2 separate regions of the Zea mays genome follow, and region 2 is linked to region 1. A link is a contact called in public Hi-C data. All regions are on one chromosome and are shown on one strand. The core of a region is the stretch at or near the end of the contact, and the rest is flanking DNA. Distances in the headings are between cores, read along the strand shown. Region 1 holds the start of LOC100382533. Region 2 has its middle 6.6 kb from the start of LOC541910.

Region 1 (5,080 bases), core at 1,160-3,659:
CTAAACTCCTTAACAACAAGCTCATTGCTCCTGTGAACTGAACTTTTCAGGCCTTCAGTTCCATGTTGCACTGCTAAAAAAGATGGTTGAAGAGTGATGTTCACTTTATGGCAAGTATCATCGCTCCTGTGCAGCATCTTAACTGGATTTGTGATGGCTTCTAGTAATCCATCAGAACTTTTTGACAATAGAGTTTCATTGCTTGGTGGACTGGACAAGTTTACAGCGCCCAAGGACTGACCAGCACATGACAAATTTTGCAGTTCTTGTAGTCCACCTTCAACTTTATTTTCATTGATATGGCAAAACTTCGAATCTTGAGGAGTAACAACAGCCTCAGATTCTTTAATATCTTTCTTGAAGTGATATGAATCAGTATATATGTTCTGCAGGGGAGCCAACTCTGGGAAAGATTCATTATTCAATTTCTTTGAATCTACTTCAGCTGAGGGTACATTAAATTTGTCCAAAGAATTATCATCATGGCCTGCCCCAAAATAGTTGCCAACAGTTGGGCAGCTTCCTGGTGTGTTGTTTGAAGAGGACAACTTCTCACCTGTAAGGCACTTCTCAGCAACAGAATCTGCTGCCTGCGCAGCTTTCTTGTCCAGTAAGAAAGGCACAAAATGTTCAAGCTGAGACTCAGTGTTTGAAAGGTCAGCAGTCATTCTAGAATGAGTGCTCCAAGACTGATCTTTCTCAGTTGGCACTACAGTACTATCTGTCGGGGAGGTACTAGATTTAGGATGAACACTCGATTGATCAGTTTGACTGTCCATACCAATTAACTGAAGGTGAGCATTACTGTCCATGTTACCAGTTGTCTCATTTCCTCCCACTGATTTCAATAGCATTTCGACAGATTCTGTGGACGTTGCCTCTGACCAGACATTATTAGTTTTAGATATCGAGCAAGATTCAGCTGCGCTAGAGCTAAAATCAACAACACTGCTTCCAGTGGACAGAACCTCAATCCAGCTATTCTCGTGCCCTTGTACGCTGAAAAATGCTTCTGAATCTATCAAATTATCAAATCGAAGATGGCCTTGTAGTTGGTCCTCGATATCAAGTTTTGGCAGTGCAAATGGTCGCAAACCTGATGGGAATTTGCTACTTCCTACACCAGCTAGTTGAAAATTTTGGCTCTGAAAATCAGTATCGTCATGGTCCATGGGTGTATGCCTGCAAAATAGAGAGTTCAAAACATATAAAGTCAAAGTTCCAACAAGTCAAACATAAATCAGCAACTTTGCAGCAAGCAAGCTAAATATATTGGAGCATCATATTTATATATAACATAATTCATATATGGGAGCAAAAGTACTCAGACGGCCACGGATGTGTGAACATCATTGCAACAAACAACATCATGTGTGAGTGTGTATCAGTGTACGTGAGAAATTTAAGGCAGTAGGCAGCATCTCAGACGACTCTACAAGACTGCCACCTAGTACAAAGTAATGATGCTTGTTGTATAACAAATAACCCGCACCAAAATTGCAGTACTGACTGAACCATAAAGACTGGTGTGGCTGTTTTAAAATAGCCAAAAGGGAAGTACAAATTCTACATTTGCTAGCAGAACATTCTCAGTCAACTAAGACCGTACTCCCTCCTGTCCCATGAATAGAACACGTGTGGTGCACTTTGACCTCAGGACCATGAGCTCGCTAGCACTAAACTCCCAGCAAAACATTACTCTAAGCAAGTAAAGCTGTAATTTACAGCGGTCGGATTGAACTTGAACCAAGCCCCAAACCAGTCTGACCGCAAAAAAAACACATGAGGCTACTGAAAACAAAAGGCTCCAAATCCCAATTCCCAGAGTCAAGCAGGAATTCGTAACTACGCCTTCAAAACTACCCGAAAACAATATCAAGTGCCACCCATCCCAAACCCTAACCCACCAAGCTGCGCGCGCGACCCGGGCGAGCCACTACTTGCCTCGTACCCTGCGGCACAAAAACGAGGCACGTCGCGTGAAGAAGAAAAATATAAGGAGGAATGGGAAAGTACCGAGAGGGACTCGCTCGCCCTTCTACCACCCTCCATCAGTGAGCGGAGTCGTCGAAACCTTAGATCCTGCAGGGCGGCGGCGGCGGATGCTCATACCCCGGCGCCCGGCGCCGGAAACCCTAGCTCCTGCAGCAGCGACGGAGGCGAACTCTAAGCGGCGGGGGCAGAGGCTGTGGCCGGCGATGAACGGCAAGTAGCGTAGGCGAGCGGGAGCGGGAGCGGGAGCAAAGAGCGGAGCAGGGTGGAGACAGGAGTGTGCCTTGCGGTGGACTGGTGGTCCATGGTCGGGTGGGGGGCTTTGTGGTTCGGCTGTGCAGGATGTACGCGGCCCGCGCACCGGGCACACCAGTAACTTGCGCACAGCTGGATCGGGTGATTGGGACTGGATCGGGTGATTGGGGCTTCTTCGATGGCATGTTTGGAGGGCCTGGGCTGCCTGGCTCAGGCAGCATTTTTCAGCCGTCAATCAAACAGGCCTTGAGAGCCTGGGACTGGAGTGGCTTTCAGTTTTAGGTCTGGGTTGGTCCGCCGAAGCCGAGGAGGCGAGGACACGAAGCGGCGGCTTGCACGTGAAAAAAACTCACTGGATCAGACGGCGCCCTTGCGGGCGCTCTATCCGGCACTGAAAAAATATTAAGTGAATAATGACTAAATTTATAATAATTTTTTTAATTTGACAAGCAAGAAAGAAGGTACTTAACAGAACATAGATAGCCTGAAAATAATCCACATTATAGTTGCAGCACCACACTAAAACACGGATCATAGCATGACGCTGAGGCTTGTTCTAGCTGGAAACTGGTCCAGAAGAAGACTACATAATCCAAGTCTATGTCTACCTGACACAGCGGGGGGCAGGCAACTAAACGAGATGTATATACAAGGTACTGGTAGCGGTCTCTTGGCCGATACAATCTAGACAGCTAGGTACATAAACATTACACTACTACAAGTGGAGAGTCATTCAATCCACAAAAAGCCAGCGAAACAATCTACCCACAAAAGCGATAAAGATGTCCATCTGCAGAGGCGACTAAGATGTACATCCACAAAAGGAAAGTCATCATCTCTCAGAAAGCAGGTTTGTCAAGGCTGCAAAAAAATAGAAGAATGTGAGCATAAAGGTCCACAAATATTTTGTGTCATGTCTTTCAAGCTAATGTTATATCAAAGCAGGATATTAAACATAGGTATATAAACTCGAGGCTAAACAAACAGGGTCCTGATTCCAAACCAACAACCTTAGTCAGTTTAGTGAGCAATGGTTCTGATGCTCCTTTGTATTATATATATAATACCTAGCAATAAATAATACCCAAAGAACAACCATTAATACTTCACAGTTTCTTGGCCCTTCCGCGTTCAATTTGTGGAGACCTAATCCAGGGCTTGCGTTCAATTTGTGGAGACCTCACAGTTCAAAGCTTCGTCCAGTTTCAAAATGTAGTGCACAGGCACATCATTCATGCAGGCATCTAAGGAGCATGGCTTTTGATTCTAGAATATGTTCCATAAGGAACTCTTTGCAGCAGTTTTGATTTAAATCAAGATTGGGTGATCCATATTCTTATCCAAGTCTACATCTAAATGACTGCAGCAGTCGTTTTTGGCTTGCAGTTCAATCCCATGAATAGTTATAAAGCCTTTGCTAAATGTTCGCACGAGAAACCATAAGTTTAAAAAATGACAAGGCAACCTTGAGTCCTCTGGTTAGGAGGCCGTATCCCTGAGAAAAAGAACAAGAAACAAAGAAAACAGAGGTTAGTGTATAATAGAAAACATTACCTAGGTTTAAACAAAGAAGGAACGTAACGCAAATTCATCTGGTCCTTTCTTGTAAAGCAAATGATTGGCTAAAATAATAGCTAACACGCGCACCAACAGATGCCTTGGCAAGTTCTAGGATTCAACAGTAAAGCGAGGGACTCTCACGGCAGCCGGCGACTCCAAAAAATAACAAACCCAAAGAGTCCTCGAGGACAGCGGTAGATGTAGGGACCTGAAATGTGAAGAGAGGAGGGAGAGCATAGAGGGAGGCATGTAATAATAAATAAGTAAAAGAGGTACTATCCCTGTTGTCGCGGACCGGAGAACAGCTCCGGCGCCCATGCCTCGAGAGTGCAGAGGTGTGGAGACGATGTGGATCCGTGCAGCGACGATTTCGAAGAAGAGGGGAACGCACCACACCACGTCTTCTCCTACAGCTGCTGCGTGTGGGTCTACGGGACCAGCATGGGCGAACTGACGGAAGGGTACGGCGGGGTATGGCGAGGGTGAAAGTCACCTAGAGGGGGTGAATAGGGCGAATCTGAAATTTACAAACTTAAGCACACACTACAAGCCGGGGTTAGCGTTAGAAATGTATTCGAGTCCGAGAGAGGGGAAAACAAATCAACCAACAAGTAAGGCGGATGAACACGGTGATTTATTTTACCGAGATTCGGTTCTAAAGAACCTAGTCCCCGTTGAGGTGGTCACAAAGACCAGGTCTCTTTCAACCCTTTCCCTCTCTCAAACGGTCACTTAAACCGAGTGAGGCTTCTTCCTTAATCTCACGGGTCACTTAGACCCCGCAAGGACCACCACACAATTGGTGTCTCTTGCTTCGCTTACAAAGCACTTGAGAGTAAGAAGTGAGAAAGAAAAGAAAGCCAACCAAGCAACAAGAGCAACAAAGAAACACAAGAACGATCTTCTCACAAGTCCTAATGCGCTAGAATTGAATTGGGGGCTTTGCTTGGATCGGTGGCTTTGATTTGTGTATTAGAGTGTTGCACTTTGCTCTTGTATTGAATGGAGAGTGATGAATGCTTAGATGGTTGGAGTGGAGGTGGTTGGGGGTATTTATAGCCATTAACCACCAAAACAACCGTTGGGGTGGCTGCTGTCGATGGGCGCACCGGACAGTCTGGTGCGCCAGCCACGTCACCCAACCGTTAGGGTTCGGGCGCAGTAGATCGTTTGAGCTTTGTCTTCTTGTGGCACCGGACAGTCCAGTGCGCCAGACCAGGGGACACTTCAGTTTCTTTTGCTCCTTGAATTTGAACCCTTTATTTGATCTTTT
Region 2 (5,080 bases), core at 813-3,312, 390 kb before region 1:
ATAGGCGGAACCGAAAAAATCGGTATCGATTCTTTCGGTTCAATTTTGGTTCCTAGCCGAATAGATCGAAGTTTAGCAAAAATAACAAAATAGCACAATTTTAAAGTTTAGCAAAAATACGTAGATGATCAGATGGAGGATTATTGGAGCTGGAGATTGATTGATTTGAAGAGGTTGTGTGCTTATATACTTAGGATTTGGGAAGGTTATATTAAGATATGCCTAAAATTATATTGGTCTATCATGCTTCTATTATATTTCTGTTTTTCGGATAACTCGATTTTCTGAGGTCTAGAACCGAATTTATCTCGGTTATTTCGGTTTTCTGAAACATGAAACCGAAATTTATAAGTGTTAACTCAGTTTCGGTTAATTCAATTTCGGTTCCGATTAATTCAGTTTCGATTTATTTTGTCTAGGCCTGCTTGCGAGGCGCCCAGCCCCCATGACCATGAGCCTGCCGGTTCATTTTGATGGTAGCAAGAAAAGTTATAAAAAATGTTGCACAAATCGTAAGATTACTAATCTTCCATTCCAGTATATAAGGCGTAACTAAATCTAGTTTAAAGACAAAAAATATATTTAATTCTATTTAACAATACTAGTAGTAATACATCGATATACGTATTAAATAAAACATGCCTTATATTATGAGATTCTAATAAAAATGGTTATGTCTTATATTACAGTACTATAAAACCAACCAAACACATTGGATGACTTCAAATCCTGGCTCAGCGAGTGGAGGCGAGTTTTACTAAAAGAACCGAAGGCATCCTTAAGCTTGTCTTGTTAATATTTTTCCTTTTTCTTTGAAACGTTCTTGTTAACAATTTGATCGGTTGGAAGCCGAACACGAGGTCGCATGCCAAAGCTGTTATACTCGTTGGATGCGGTGCGGAAATCTGGGAGAAATGTGGCAGCCTTGAGCTCCTGATTTGGATGGTATTTGCGGGCCACCAGGAATTGTTGGCGGGAAGCAGAAGGGAGCAAGCGTGTAGCGTTAGCTGCGTGACCGAAAGTAAAGACAGCTGAAACAAAAAAGGAAGAAAAAAGAAAAGAAACGGAGCGCAGCAAGGGCGGGAAGCAAAGCGAAGAAAAGAAGCCCGGTCCAGGAGGGCTTCTGGACGGCTAGCCGGCTGGGGTCTGCATGATTTCGATTCATATATAATGCATCGCCTTCATCGCGAGCGCGGCGGCAAGGAAAGGCGGGGCGGACCCACCCCCACATGCCCCCGCCATGCCGGTGCCCATGTGACCGTACGTGCGCAGCGCTGCTGTCTGCTGCCTGCTGCCGGCCTGCCGCGAGAGATCCGCCGTCACCGTCCCCCGGCGCTGCGACCTCTCCTATCCGCTCCGGCTACGTGTCCGTCGGCGCAACGGCTCGCATTTTCTTCCCCCCTTATATAATGGTTCGGATAACAAGGGGGTCCCACGCGTGGACCTCGCTGTCAGCGACACATCGCCTGCAACCAAAAAAAAACGCAAGCTATGTAATCAGTTGCGTGGATGCGATGCGAGTTTTAAGATTCCCGCGAACGTGCACTCACGTGCCGTGGCGCACAGAGGAGAGGACTAAGAGGACCCCGCGAACTTATCCGGATCGCCGCCGGCCACCGATGCCAAAAATTTATGAGAAAATTCCTGGTATGCCATCAGATTTTATACTTATCCCTTGTGTGCCACTGAGTGGCATATAGGTATATTTTTTGGTGTCTATGACATGTGGGGCCAGTGGCATACAAGGAATGAGTATATTTTCCAGTGGCATACGGGGAATTGGCCCAAAATTTATTCGCCGGAGCAGCGAGACCACCTCGCCACCGCCATAAATACGCTCACTAGCGAGCATGGGCGCAGAGGTCGCACGCTGCGTGCACGCAGGCACGTCTTGCACTCCGGGCTCCGGCCAACTTTTACTATTCTACTCTACCGGGGCGCTGCGCAAAGGCTGCCTCTACTGGTGGCCGGGTCTGACCGTCAGGCTCTGGACGGAGGGAGGAGGAGTGGGGGCGAGGGCAACGGGTGGCGTGCGTTGAGACAGTTTTTCTCGTTAGAGTGGGGGCACAGGGTAAAGCAGGCCCCACGCCCTAGACGCAGTCACGCGGCCCTAGGGGGGACCGGTAGTGGTGGACCCTGCCGGAGACGGCTCGGTTTGTTCTCCAGTCGGCCTGGGCACTTTTATCATGCTCTCGGTCGATCGCTAGCTCTCTCGGACCAAGTATTCTTTCGCTGCCATGTGGGCCGCCTAAAGATTTCAAAGAGGCCACTGCTTGATCAGCTGGTTGCTGCAGGCAGACGCACCTTGAATCACGGCCAGTTGGTGCGTGTCTGTCTCCTGGGCCCGCCCAACGGAGGAAAAAACGCCTCTCCGGATGCCCCAATCCACGGCAAGCATCGCGCGCCGCCTTGCTCGATCGGCCTTTTGCGACGATTTCATCCGGCCAGATAGAATATTTTGTCTGTCGTCGTTTCATCCGGCCAGATAGAATAGTTTGGGTAAAGCCAAAGCAAGGGGTCAGAAACAGCTTTTTCGGTGTTGTTATTATGCTTACACTTGCATAGTTCTATACTTGCTCCGGTTTCTTATTATTTCTCGTTGTCTTTTAAAACAATGACGACAGTGTTTCCAATATACAACTGTGATCAATGTTTTTTTCGTGAAAATAGAAATAAACTCTTAATACATTTATATTTTACTTTTTAAATATAGGTGCAGATAAATATTACCTTTCAAAACTAAATAATAAAACAATTATTTATAATAAAAAAATCAATAAGTTTGATTTAAATATTGTCTAAAACAAAAACAAATAGGCACCGGAGGATGTATGTAAGCGATATAATGGCCGCCATCGACTACTGGTAGTACACCACTAGTATTCATTAGCTAGTAGTTAATGGTCCCTTACCTCCCGGCGCAGTGCAAGTGCAAGCAACTCCGTCTCCGTGGCGGCCATGGCAAAGCACCTCGCGGTTATCGGATTCGCGGCCCCATTGACCATATAAAAATTGCACTGTTCTACTCCTGCTTTCCCGGAGAAACGAGGAAAAAGCCAAGCGTCTGTCTCCACGACCACGAGCATGTAGCAAAGAAAAGAAAAGAAATTCAACTTCGCCGCGCCACTTGTCTTCTTCCCTCCGGCAGTCATTCGTTCACGGGTCTTCTTCACTCACGTCTTCTTCGAGCCCTGCAACTAACGTGAGAACACGCAGTGGATTAAAAAATTCCCATGCTGCTCTCGAAAAACGAGGGACAAGCGACAACGGCAAAAGGGCCAGGGGCGCAGACCGCAGTGGCGCGCTCAGGACGCATAGGGGACAAGCACCCTACCCTAGCCTTCTGGATACGTTGAATAAAAATAATATCTGAAGTTTATTAAACATCTAAAGCAGTTTGGAACGCAATCCAGGATTCTGAGTTTTTCTTTATCCAGATTCTTAAAATCGCCTCTAGTTATCCAAACTGGACTGCATATCGCCATTACGAAGTTTAGACTTAAACTATGGAGTAAAATATTTTATGAATTTTAAATGTTAAAACATCATACATTCGTACTACTCCTTAATTTTTTAAAGATGGTACCGCTGTGCTAATCTGAAGTCGCCACTACCTTGTAGTGTAGCATATGAGTGCCTGCTAGCTGTGCTGCCAGCCTCTTTACTGAAAGTCGAAAGAGACGGGATGTTAACCGTACCGCGTAGAAAAACCGGCTGTGATCGATCAGCACCAGGAGGGAACCCGGCCTGTAGTACGTCAGGTTGACAAATCGGCGCACCAGAAGGATCCGTCCGCGTACGTCCAGCGACGGCATGTGAACTGTCGTTTGGCCGCCGTCACGTGCTAGCTCATCTGCTCTGCTTAGTTTCCATGTTAAAACACCGCTTTCGCGGATGAACTGGACTTGATCACATCCGGCGGTGCCCGCCCGGTGCGTATCTCTCCCATCCATCGACATGTGCCTTTCCCGCTCCCCTATATCCTTTCTCTCGATCTCTACAGCCGTCGCGATCATCGTGTCTGCGTTGAGACCTTCAGCTGCTACTGCCAGAGAGAGAACATGTCCATCCAATCCAGGATGGAAGCCCAGATGCTGCCACCGTGAATGGTCTAACTACAGCAGCAGTCATCGCTGCTGGCCATGGCCATGCCTTGTTGCCGCAATGATATATACGGCCGAGGCATGTAGTAGCTAGCTAGCTAGGCAAGTGAGGCACGCGGCATGGATGATGAGAGATCAGTAGCAAAATGCCGCGCGCAGCAGGTACTCCGTACTGTCAGCCACCATTGCAAGAGACCTAGCGGCCGGTGTACAAAGGGACCTAGCGTGCCAGTGCCACCGCGCATCATTGCCTGGTGCAGTGCAGAGCTCTTGCGCTGTGACGAACTGACGAGGTGAGTATTTTAGTACTAACTGGACGACCGATCCTTTTCCTGGATGCATGGTAGTATACACGGCCACGCGCCTTGCGTTGCGTGCTACATTGCATGATTGTCGCCACCGTCCACCGACCAGCAGGAGTCCACGCATCCGACGCGAAAATACACCACCAAAGACCAGATCCGACGACACAATTGTTCCTTGCAACTGGCCTGCGTCGATCGGAATATCGTCGGATGGCTGGTGTTCGGATCTGAACCAAATTAACATGAGTACGTAGAGTCGCGACATACTCCGCAACCGTACGCATACGTGTAGATTTACGCTCAACTGCCGGCGACGGGACCGCGCATATGCATGGTTGGACGTTGGATCCAACCCAAGAGCAAGCACCAAAGCAGCGCCAGCTAGATAATAGCTGGTGAGGTGACTGGTGTCTCTCTCTACTCTCTACTACTCTCTAACCAGCCAGTCGCGATAGAGATAGCGGTGTGAGCGTGTGGATGGACGTTGCAATGAAGGTTTAGGTGCGTGTGATATGGTCCGCTCAGCTGGCCGTACCATCGCATCGCTCACCTGCACGCACTACGGTTACCCACTCTCCGATCATGTCGATCGATCGTTCCCGAAAAAGAAGCCGAAAAGATGGCACAAAAGTGACCTAACCGATCGACACCACATGCTCACGAGTCACGAGC

What was found. Hi-C and Micro-C count contacts between places; a contact is called where the count stands out from the background.
Region 2: a Hi-C map of leaf shows a contact between it and region 1, with 4 times the contacts expected there. The contact joins the enhancer-like site here to the promoter of LOC100382533 in region 1. A contact is called at or near these places in 5 of 25 Hi-C or Micro-C datasets (ear, endosperm, leaf and 1 more).

What each region holds. Positions count from the first base shown.
Region 1 is chr9:121,087,305-121,092,384 of Zm-B73-REFERENCE-NAM-5.0, reverse strand. It overlaps LOC100382533, which reads right to left and starts at 2,409. Exons shown (of 17, transcript XM_020543763.2): 1 at 2,017-2,409; 2 at 1-1,182. The coding sequence starts at 1,172.
Region 2 is chr9:121,474,468-121,479,547 of Zm-B73-REFERENCE-NAM-5.0, reverse strand. No RefSeq gene overlaps it. Among protein-coding and RNA genes, the nearest start is that of LOC541910, 6.6 kb to the left of the region's middle. Within about 2 kb of position 2,062, at least 18 of the 20 cell types and tissues checked have an H3K27ac peak or open chromatin away from gene starts, as enhancers often do. A contact at or near this core is called in ear, endosperm, leaf and 1 more, where this site is marked.